2 separate regions of the Sus scrofa genome follow, and region 1 is linked to region 2. Evidence: chromatin contacts called from public Hi-C data. All regions are on one chromosome and are shown on one strand. The core of a region is the stretch at or near the end of the contact, and the rest is flanking DNA. Distances in the headings are between cores, read along the strand shown.

Region 1 (5,453 bases), core at 864-3,363, 530 kb before region 2:
TGCCGGATCTTTAACCCACTGAGCGAGGCCAGGGGTCAAACCCGCAACCTCATGGTTCCTAGTCGGATTCGTTAATGACTGAGCCATGACAGGAACTCCTATTCAGTTTTTTTTTTTTTTAAATGTCATTTTCTGTTTCTTTTCTTTTTGGCTGCACCTGCAGCATTGAGAAGTTCCTGGGCCGGGATGGAACTAGCACCACAGCAGTGACCTGAGCCACAGCAATAAAAACTCTGGATCCTTAACTCCCTTCATCACCAGGGAAATCTTCATTGTATTTATCTATTTATTTTTTCATTTATTTAATTTGGAAGTTCCCAGTTAGGGGTCATATTGGAGCTACAGCTGCCAGCCTACACCACAGCCACAGCAACAAAGGATCTTAGCTGGGAGCTGCGTCTGTGACCTACACCACAGCTCACAGCAACAAAGGATCTTAGCTGGGAGCTGCGTCTGTGACCTACACCACAGCTCACAGCAAAGCTGGATCCTTAATCCACTGAGCGAGGCCAGGAAATGAACCTGCATCCTCATGGATAGTAGTTGGATTGTTTCTGTTGCCACAATGGGAACTCCACATTGCATGTATGTATTTATTTTAGTGATTTTTATTTTTTCCATTATAGCTGGTTTACAGTGTTCTGTCAATTTTCTACTGCACAGCAAGGTGACCCAGTCACACATATACATATACATTTCTTTTTCTCACATTACCATGCTCCATCATAAGTGATTTGATATAGTTCCCAGTGCTATACAGCAGGATCCCATTGCCTATCCATTTCAAAGGCAATAGTTTGCATTGTATTTATTTTTATAGTTACTTCATGTTTGTGGGCAAGCAGTAACTGATTTTAAATTTACTAAAGGAATATTAAGTTTGGGCTGTATTCTTCACTTAAAACTGATATAATTTTTTTTTTTTTTGGCCACGCCCCAGGCATGTGGAAGTTTCTTGGCCAGGGATCTAACCTGCCTGTGCCACAGCAGCTCCAAGGCAGATCCTTGAACTACTGTGCCACTAGGGGGCTTCCGAAAAATTTTAACAAGAAGTAGTAGTGATTACTTGGATATGGCAAAAATCATGAGAATTTCCTGAATGTGGTTTATTGCATGCCCATTAGCGCTACGTTGAGACAGAAGCAAGTTTGAAGTTCTAGCCTCAAGTCAGTTCTGCTATGGGCATTAGCTAGAGAAAATCACAACCAATCCCTTCCTGTGAGATTTCCTAAGCATTTCTCCTTTATCCAGTGAATTCCCCAGGATAGGTAGGGAGTCGTAGACAGATTAGCAGTGCTGGGAATGAGAATTCAGCGGGAAGTCTAATCTTCCCGCCCTATTCAACTACCAATTACAAGCCAGGTATGGCTGGTGGAGATAGTAGTAGAGAAAGCTAGAGGGAGAAATGGACATAGCATGTGCATTTCCCAATCTCTCAGTCTGTGACTTTGGAGTCCTTCAATACTTGCAAGCAACATATTTAAAGCTTCCGTGGCGATAAGAGTAGGATCAAATTTTAGGACCTACAGGATGTGGTTGCTTATTTCCATATTGGAGGAGTTTGGATGGGGGAACAATGGGGTTGGAAGGGAGTTTCTGAAGTTGCGTCTGTACGTGATTTTACAGCGTACGTGAATTCAGGTGTCCTCATGAGTGGCTCGGTAGCGGTGGGGAATCCTAACCACAGAGTTTAGCCCCAGAGTCTTGCGAAAAGAACCTGGGGGACCATTTCCGCCGCCGAGATGCCCCGCCCTCCGTCCCTCCAAGGTTTCCTATGGGCGAGTTTGTCTCCCAAACCTTCCCCGCATGAGGTCACTCTGCCAGGTCACGTGCTCAAGCCCGCGGGAGCGCCACATCGCCAGCCGCACCCCTCCACCCCCACCCTGCCCACGTGACCCGGCCTACTTTCTCCCCACCCGACCCAACGACTTGCTCGGGAAGCCCCGCCCCACGCCGTGCGCTCTGCCTACGAACCTCCGCCTCTCAGCCGTCCGGGCTCAAGCGTGGCCCGTGGCCCCACGTGTTTACTCCTGTCCAATGGGAGTCGGAGTCCGGGAGCGAAGGGGCGGGGAGGAAAAGACGACTTCTTTACGCTGCGAGAAAGGGGCGGGGCTTCCAACGTCGTTCTGAGCGAGGGGACGCAACGGAGGCAGGCCGGAGCCGCTGCCGTCGCCATGACCCGTGAGCACCGAATCCCCCTTCTCTTGCCCCTTTCTCCTCTTCACCCTGCACAAGACTGCCAAATCTCGGCACTGACCTCCTTTTGGCTTCGCCAGCGAGACCCTTCTCTGGGAGAGGTCTATAGCGACCCTCACCCTAGCAGCCCGGAAATCGACCCTTCGCCCACCGCCACTTTTTGAGAACCTTACCCCCACCGCCCCTTCAGGCAAAACCCTTCCCAGACCTTCCGTGGTGTGGGGAGAAGCCCTGTGCCCCTGTGGTGGACCCCGAGCTCCTCTACTCCAGATCTCTGCCCATCCCCCACAGAGATCCATACCACGTACACCCACCACCACCACCACCTGTCTGGGCCCCCATGCTGCAACGAAATTCGAAACTTGTCTCTAGCAGGCTTCTCGGGACTGTCGTCCCTCGATTTCCCAGTTTGACCTGCCCCGTGGCAGCTTCCGCACCCCCCCTCCCCGCCCAATCTGCAGTCTAGGCCCTGAAAAACGGTCCCGTGTCGACGCCTGGGGAATGAAGTATTGGACCCTACTGGTGTCCCGGGTCAGGGAACAGGGTTGTCGGTGTGTGGCCAGAAAGGCTCTCGCGTCTCACCTTTTACCTTTTTTCTTTAGGCGGTAACCAGCGCGAGCTCGCCCGCCAGAAGAATATGAAAAAGCAGAGCGACTCGGTTAAGGGAAAGCGCCGAGATGACGGGCTTTCTGCTGCCGCCCGCAAGCAGAGGTAGCCCCAGGGAGGGGAGGGGAGGGTGGGGTGAGACCTGGGTTAGACCAAGGGTTGTACCAGCAAAGAGAACTACCTCAGGGCTTACCATCTGGACTAGTCGTGAGGGGCAGAGTGCATTGTTTGCTCTAGGGTTTTATTCCTCTCACCTTCTAAATTGTTAGCTCACAGCCATATAGGAACGGACTGGGGCTGGTGCTTACTCTCGGTCTGATTTGTGAGTGCCCCCCGGGTCTGACCTTAAGGGCAAGGGCAGGGAACTTCACATTTCAAATGCAGTAGTGGTTATGACAGCCCAGTCCTTTTGGCCCTCCTTGCAGTTCATTTGTCCTCCCTTCTCCCAACCTTTCTCACTGGTGTTGCTGGGTGTGGTACTTGGCACAGAATAGCCTTGGGCCTGTGTGGCCAGACTTCTGACCCCTTGGGCAAAAGCCAGATAGAGACTGATTGCCTTTTGAGCCTCAGCTCTCTTCCTCTTGTTCTCCTAGGGTGGGAATATAGCAGCCACACGCTGAATTTTGTCCCATCCACTTCCATCTTATCCTTTGTGCCCTTCATCCCCCTGCATCTTGTCCTTTTTGCCCTCTGGTACCTCCCAGTGCCCCATCATCTCTACCCCCAGGGACTCGGAGATCATGCAGCAGAAGCAGAAAAAGGCAAACGAGAAGAAGGAGGAACCCAAGTAGCTTTGTGGCTTCGTGTCCAACCCTCTTGCCCTTCGCCTGTGTGCCTGGAGCCAGTCCCACCACGCTCGCGTTTTCTCCTGTAGTGCTCACAGGTCCCAGCACCGATGGCATTCCCTTTGCCCTGAGTCTGCAGCGGGTCCCTTTTGTGCTTCCTTCCCCTCAGGTAGCCTCTCTCCCCCTGGGCCACTCCTGGGGGTGAGGAGGTTACCTCTTCCCAGTGTTTTTTATTCCTGTGGGGCTCACCCCAAAGTATTAAAAGTAGCTTTGTAATTCCTTGAGCGCCTGGTTTGACTGGGGATTTGGGGGGTTGGGGATGGAGGAATGGCTGCCTGCCCTTTCCCACCAAAAGGGGAGACCTTTAGACTCCAAAAGGTTGTGGATATGTAGATTAAGTGAAACGTCAAAGCAAAAATCCTTTATTGTGCTACAACAAACAGACAAATATGTTGGGTACGTGGTAGAGAAATCCTCTCAGAACCGTAGGGACTTCTTTTCTGTGATATCAGTCCCACACTCGGACCTTAAACACCATCTTAAGGATGGGGTTGAGGTCCTAAGAAGGAAGGCTCCAAGACCTAAATGTATGCCCCTCTTCCTTATTCTTCCTCAGTTTGCTCACCTTCTTGAAAGTTGGCCCAGATCCTGCTGCTCATTAACTTCCCATGGCTAGCTGCTCTCAAGTGTTCACATTCTCTTCTGTTCTGTCATTCCTCATGGAATGAGGGTGGTTTTTGTCTTTCCATTTCCTTTGACCTCAGCATCAGGATTAAAACCCAGGGTAGTCTCTGCTCCTTTCTTCCTGTGTCCTGGTTTGTTCTGGGCTTCTTACATCCCTGTACCCAGGGCTGAACTACTTATTTTCCTTTTTATCTTCAAGGGCAGAGCCAACTAAGTCTTCAGTCCCCATTGGTCTTTCCCTGCCCCCATCTCCACCATGAGAGCCAGGAAAGAGCTGGTGCCACACTGTCTGCTGGGATCAGCAGTGGTTCCTGAGCTGCTGACTTAGTTAGGCTCTTGCTGCCGAGTTAGGCTCTTGAGCTGGGGTGAAGATGTAATGCTAGCGCCGGTGAGTCAGATGTTCAGGGTCAGGGTGTGTATAGCCACTTTTTTCAAGTCGGATGTACTACTGACTGCAGCCTAAAGGGAGGTAACTACACATTGTGTCCTTGAGGTATTTGTTGGGCTGGCCAGCTCCTGTGACCCAAGACTAGGGTTACAACTTCAAGGTAACATGAGTCTGTTAAAAGTACTTAGATTGGATGTTTGTTATCTGGTGATACTGATGCATGACAATGTTGCCTGACAATAGGAGGGGGCTGGGGTTCCTGGGTGGGGGACCAACAAAGTGGTGCCAGTAGCAGCCCCAGGTAGAGGAGTACACAGGCCCAGCATGAGGCAACCTTGACCCAGAAAGTAGCCCAGCTACCCATGGTGAACGTCTTTTCCAGTTCTGCTCCCTCATAGCTGTGGAACCAAAGCTCTGGTTAAGGCCATGACTTTTAAATCATCTGTCCTACCTCCCACTGAAGAGTATGGTAGACCCATGTGTGTCTCCTAAGAACTCTTAGGACTAGCCTTGAATTGTTCTTAAAATAGCAAGGTTTTCAAAAGTATCACAGGCCCGTCTCCATCCTACCTGAACCAGTTGGTGAGGGTAACCATGACATAGAGTGATGCTAGGAAGAAGACAAAGTGGAAGGCAGAATAGCTGTAGGAAAGCTGCTGGGCTTGCGCTGGAAGAGCTGGAGAGGTATCTTGGTCAGCTGGCCTGGCAGTCCCACCTCTTTGCCCTGGAGATAGGAAAGGACTGCTGGCAGCAGAGCTGCTGAAACACCTCTCCCCCACCCCCCTTTTGTGAAG
Region 2 (5,190 bases), core at 1,967-4,466:
CTTAAAATATTATTTATTTAGTTTATACTGCCTTTCCAATGATATGAATATATTTACATCTATACTTGATAACATAAAAGATACCTCCCCAAATAGGAACTTTTTATTTATTTTATTTTATTTTTGTCTTTTTGCCACTTCTTGGGCTGCTCCTGCAGCATATGGAGGTTCCCAGGCTAGGGGTCGAATCGGAGCTGCAGCTGCCAGCCTTTGCCAGAGCCACAGCAACGTGGGATCTGCGCCGAGTCTGCAACCTACATCACAGCTCACGGCAACGCCGGATCCTTAACCCACTGAGCAAGGGCAGGGACTGAACCCGCAACCTCATGGTTCCTAGTCAGATTCGTTAACCACCGCGCCACGATAGGAACTCTGGAAATTTTTAAAACTAATTTTAAAAATTTTAGAATGGCTTTAGAAATATAAAAATCTGTAAAAATACTACAGTTCCTATGTACCCTACATCTCATTTTCCCCATATATTAACACCCTGTATTAGCATGGCACATTTGAGACAATCAACCAATAATGAAACATTATTATTATTATTTAAAATTTTATGGCTACACCCAAGGCATATGCAAGTTCCACAGCCAGGTACTCAATCTGAGCCACAGCTGCAACCTATGTTGCTACTGCAGCAACTTGGGGTCCTTAACCCACTGCACTGGCTGGGGGTCAAACCTGTGTCTCTGCAGTGACTCAAGCCGCTGCAGTTGGATTCTTAACCCACCACACCATGCTGGGAACTCCATAACATTATTAATTATAGGTCTATAGTTTATTCAAATTTCCTCAGTTTTCACCTGTCATTTACCCACTCTAGGGTCCTATCTAGGTAACTACATTACCCTCTTTTGGTTGTGAAAGTTTTTCACTTTCCTTATTTTCTATGACTGTTAGTCTGTAGGATTATTGGTCAGGTATTTTCTAGAACTATCCCTCAACTGAGATTAGTTTGATATTTTCCTCGTGATTAAATAGGGTTATGAGTTTGGGGAAGACCACAGAGTGCTACTATCATTACATCATATCAAGGGTACATATCAACATGACTTATCAATGTTGTTGTTAACCTTGATCACTTGGCTTAAGGAATAGACTTTACCTCGAATTGTTTAATGCCTAATCTAGAAGCATCTATATGAAGGCACATATGCACTGTCTTCATGATATCTCCATTAGGGGGAAGAGCTTGAAGGGGTAACCATCAAAACAAAAAAATTTTTTTCAAGCTTCAACACTGCTTTTTTTTTTTTTTTTTTAATGTCTTTTCCAGGGCCACACCCACGGCATATGGAGGTTCCCAGGCTAGGGGTTGAATTGGAGCTGTAGCTGCTGGCCTATACCACAGCCACAGCAATGCCAGATCCGAGCTGCTGCATCTGCGACCTACACCACAGCTCATGGCAACTCTGGATCCTTAACCCACTGAGCAAGGCCAGGTATTGAACCCGCAACCTCATTCCTAGTCAGGTTCGTTAACCACTGAACCACGATGGGAACTCCAACCCCGTCATTTATTAGATGTATGATTTTGAGCAAGTTACTTCCATATCTGGAAAATGGAATAATAGTACTAAGTAGATAGTTCTTTAAGCGTCTGATGAAAAAATATATGTGAATGTTTTGTAAATAATATATTTTGCATGCCAGAATTCCATAAAAAACGCTTTAGGAAAGAGTAACATCTTAAGCAGTTAACATCATTTTATAGGTTAATTTTTAACTGCTGGCTAAGCAAAGCAAGGCCAACTTCCTTATGAAGTTGAGGAAAGAACAGGTGGATCCATTACAGTCAGGGTTTTCCCATTTTTGCCTTGCTCCTTTTTGCCAAAGTCTGCTTGTCTTTTGAGACTTGAGATTTCTTAGATCTTATGCCAGAGCAAAGGGCTCAAGTTTGATGTGAAGTAAATATTAATAATGTTGGTGGTGTTTTTCTGTATCTCTGAGAGAGAAATCATCATTCTTTGAAGGTGCAATAATTCTTCCAGGCTACCCTAGGACTATTAGGCAAGTAACTTTATTTTTGAAATGGACGGGAATACTAATTATTCAAAGATGACAAATCTTCCTGCCTCAACATCATACCACTCTGATTCAAATGAAAATACCAAAGTTTTTGTGTTTGGGGGGTTTTATGCTTATGGAAGTTCTTGATCCTGAGGTCTGAAAAATAAAGGGACTCCATTTTCTCCTTAAACAGGATAGCATCAATAACTTTTAAAACTTTTATGCAAGAAATATGCAAAAGAGGTTACTTTTTCTGCATCACTGTAATTAATGGCGAACATATAGCAGCAGTCAGCCTGGTGTAATGCAAACAGCAATGATGTTAGAGACCAGTGACCAGACTCAAGACTGGTTTTGTCTCAAACAAGATATGGCACTTTGAGAAAGTTTCTGGTATATTTTTGTGTGTTGGATTCCTCATCTGTAAAACTGTGTTGTTGAGAGATAAAGAGATTAAGCATGCAAAAACAATTTGTAAGACAGCTATCACATCAACTCCAAAACGTGCTTGCTGTCAGTATCAGCGTTAAGTTATCATTCATTGTGGGCAGCTTTTGGACTTTCTACTTGGAAGCCCAGCTCCAGGCAAAAGCAGCAGTGAGTTTAAGAACAGGGGCTCACACAATTCTGGAATTCTTTCCCTTGGTGGAGGCAGTAACCTTGGAAAGCGGGCTGGAACCACCCTCTTTTAGTCCTAAAGCTTAGTTTCTCTGGCTTTTCTCCTTAATGTTCGGGGCACCGCTATTTTATGGCATTTTTTTTTTTAGTTGTTATTTTTTCCTCCACATTGTTAGCACAAGCGAGAAAATCTACTGAAGCAAGTACAAAATCTTTCCAGTCGCCCTTTCTGCCCGCAGCTCACCTATGTGTTCCCTACATAGCGGTCGCTGCCTCAGATGTCCTCAAAAACAAAAAACTCTCACGAGGGACAGAGCAGGATAGGCATTCCTAGACCCCGGGGCAAGGGAATTGAGCAGGTAAAAGCTGAAGGGGATCCGATTCAGGTACACGAGCTAACCCAAGTCGCCAAAATAAATACAACACTCTTCCTGACAGGGATAACCCTCGCGAGATAAGACTGCGAAGATCGAGAGCAGCCCACTTTCTCGCGAGAAGAGGGGGTGTTGGCGGAAACTAGGAAATGGCCCCCTTGGCGACCCGGACTCAGACAATGGGCGGGGCCCGAGTTAAATCCACCCCCTTCCGGCTCTTTTCCCCGCCTCCTAACCCTGAGGTGTTGGACCTCGGGTGCCAGCGGCTTGCTTCTCCGGTTCCGCCCAGCTGTTGCAGAATCTAATTCAAAGCCTCGGGAAAGCGCGTCGGCCGGATTTGAGGAGAGGGGGCGGGGAGGGTCCAGCGGCTTGCGGCCCCGCCCCCTTCTCCGGCTTACAGGCGGACGATTCCGCCCGCCTCCTCCTTCAGCTGGCCCTGGGGCTGCGTCCCCCAGGCAACTCGGCAGCCGCGGCCTGAGCTTCTGCCTGCAGGTGTTGGCGCTGAGGCTCCCGGGCACAGCCTGCTTCGGCTCCATGGTCGGTTTCGGGGCCAACCGGCGGGCGGGCCGCCTGCCCTCCTTCGTGTTGGTGGTCCTGCTGGTCGTGATCGCTGTCCTCGCCTTCAACTACTGGAGCATCTCCTCCCGCCACGTCCTGCTTCAGGAGGAAGTGGCCGAGCTGCAGGGCCAGGTCCAGCGCACAGAGGTAGCCCGCGGGCGCCTGGAGAAGCGCAATTCGGACCTCCTGCTCTTGGTGGACTCGCACAAGAAACAGATTGACCAGAAAGAGGCCGACTACGGCCGCCTCAGCAGCCGGCTGCAGGCCAGGGAGGGCCTCGGGAAAAGATGCGAGGATGACAAGGTAAGGACCAGTCCTCTCCCCTCAATTCCCATATATATATTTTTTTCAGCTTCGTGGTGGGGTTGTTTAGCCTGATCCCGGTTGCCTTATGCCTTCCAGAATTGCAGCCTCGGAGGCTACCCTTACCGCTAACAACCCTATTTCTGTTAGACCTTAGCCAGTTTATCACCACCACATTTTCCGGTCCCTTCCAGACGAAACTAGCTCTAAGTTCTGGTTCTCAAGAGTGGCCTGTGTGTGGATGCCGCCTTTTCTCCAAGCTCAGCTGCTGAGCTGGCAGTTGTAAACATTTGGCCTATGTGGCCGGCCGCCTTACGTTTACAGATGGACAGATCTGGAGAATGCTAGGTTTGGTGTATTATTGCCTTATCTTTTATTCCGTGCACACCGATCATTATCAATTTCTTTATTTAAAGAATGGGGCCTCCTCTAACTACTTATTATTACTTAAATATATGGTCACCATATATTTTTCGACTATCTCTATAGGGCTCTGTATTAAGCAGTTAAAGATCAGCTATTACTGCCTTTTTTTGTGACGATAATGTTCTGATGGATGGGTTCTGGAACCATATATGAGCCATACTTGTGACTTGGACATATTTAATCAAAAATTATCTACACAATTTGAATTCTTAATGAATTAGCCAAAAAGATAGAATCTAAAAATATGTTCTAAGCCAACAGTCTTATGTCATTTTCCTCACTGATATTGAAAGGAAATAAAAAAATGAAATTTTGTATGCTTAAGTAGCTATTAGGGTTGGTGTTTTACTGGGTGGACAGCCATACAAAGTTTAAATTTAAAAAGTTTAGAGCTAGACTGGAACTAGACCCGGTACTGAATAGTCTTTGTTCTCACCAGAGTATTGGGAATTATGTTATTAACTTATGAATTATAATATTAACTTCTTAACATATATAACTATATATGTTTATTATATTATTAACTTATGTCCTATGCAACTTCTGTTGATATACTAGAGTGTGAAAATTTTTAGGTAGAATAAGTAGATGTCTTCCATTCTGGACCCTTTCTTGGTAATCTTCACATTGTTTTTTGTGTGTTCCTGTTATTATTATTATAAGTTTTTATATTGTATATTAAAATTATTTGTAGTAAGTCATTTTAAATTAAAATCTCCTGAGCTCCAGTTTCCTTATTGTCACCAGCCTCTATCTTACTTCTTATTTCATGAAGATTGAGACCCTCAGGTAAGTGCTTTTTTAATAATTTACACCTTCACATTAATATAGGCAGCTTCTGAGAAGAGCAACAGGTCGGCAAATTTATAAGCATACTACATACTGAATTCTATAGACT

What was found. Hi-C and Micro-C count contacts between places; a contact is called where the count stands out from the background.
Region 1: a contact with region 2 is called in a Hi-C map of liver, with 5 times the contacts expected there. The contact joins the promoter of SERF2 here to the promoter of CASC4 in region 2. A contact is called at or near these places in 3 of 47 Hi-C or Micro-C datasets (heart right ventricle, liver and skeletal muscle).

Annotation. Positions count from the first base shown.
Region 1 is chr1:127,764,178-127,769,630 of Sscrofa11.1, reverse strand. It overlaps SERF2 (small EDRK-rich factor 2), which reads left to right and starts at 2,113. Exons shown (of 3, transcript NM_001190206.1): 1 at 2,113-2,181; 2 at 2,799-2,907; 3 at 3,530-3,871. The coding sequence starts at 2,175. The coding sequence ends at 3,593. SERINC4 (serine incorporator 4) reads right to left here. Exons shown (of 10, transcript XM_013993067.2): 9 at 5,230-5,383; 10 at 4,844-5,057. The coding sequence ends at 4,844.
Region 2 is chr1:127,236,514-127,241,703 of Sscrofa11.1, reverse strand. CASC4 (protein CASC4) reads left to right here and starts at 3,216. Exons shown (of 10, transcript XM_021096541.1): 1 at 3,216-3,866. The coding sequence starts at 3,540.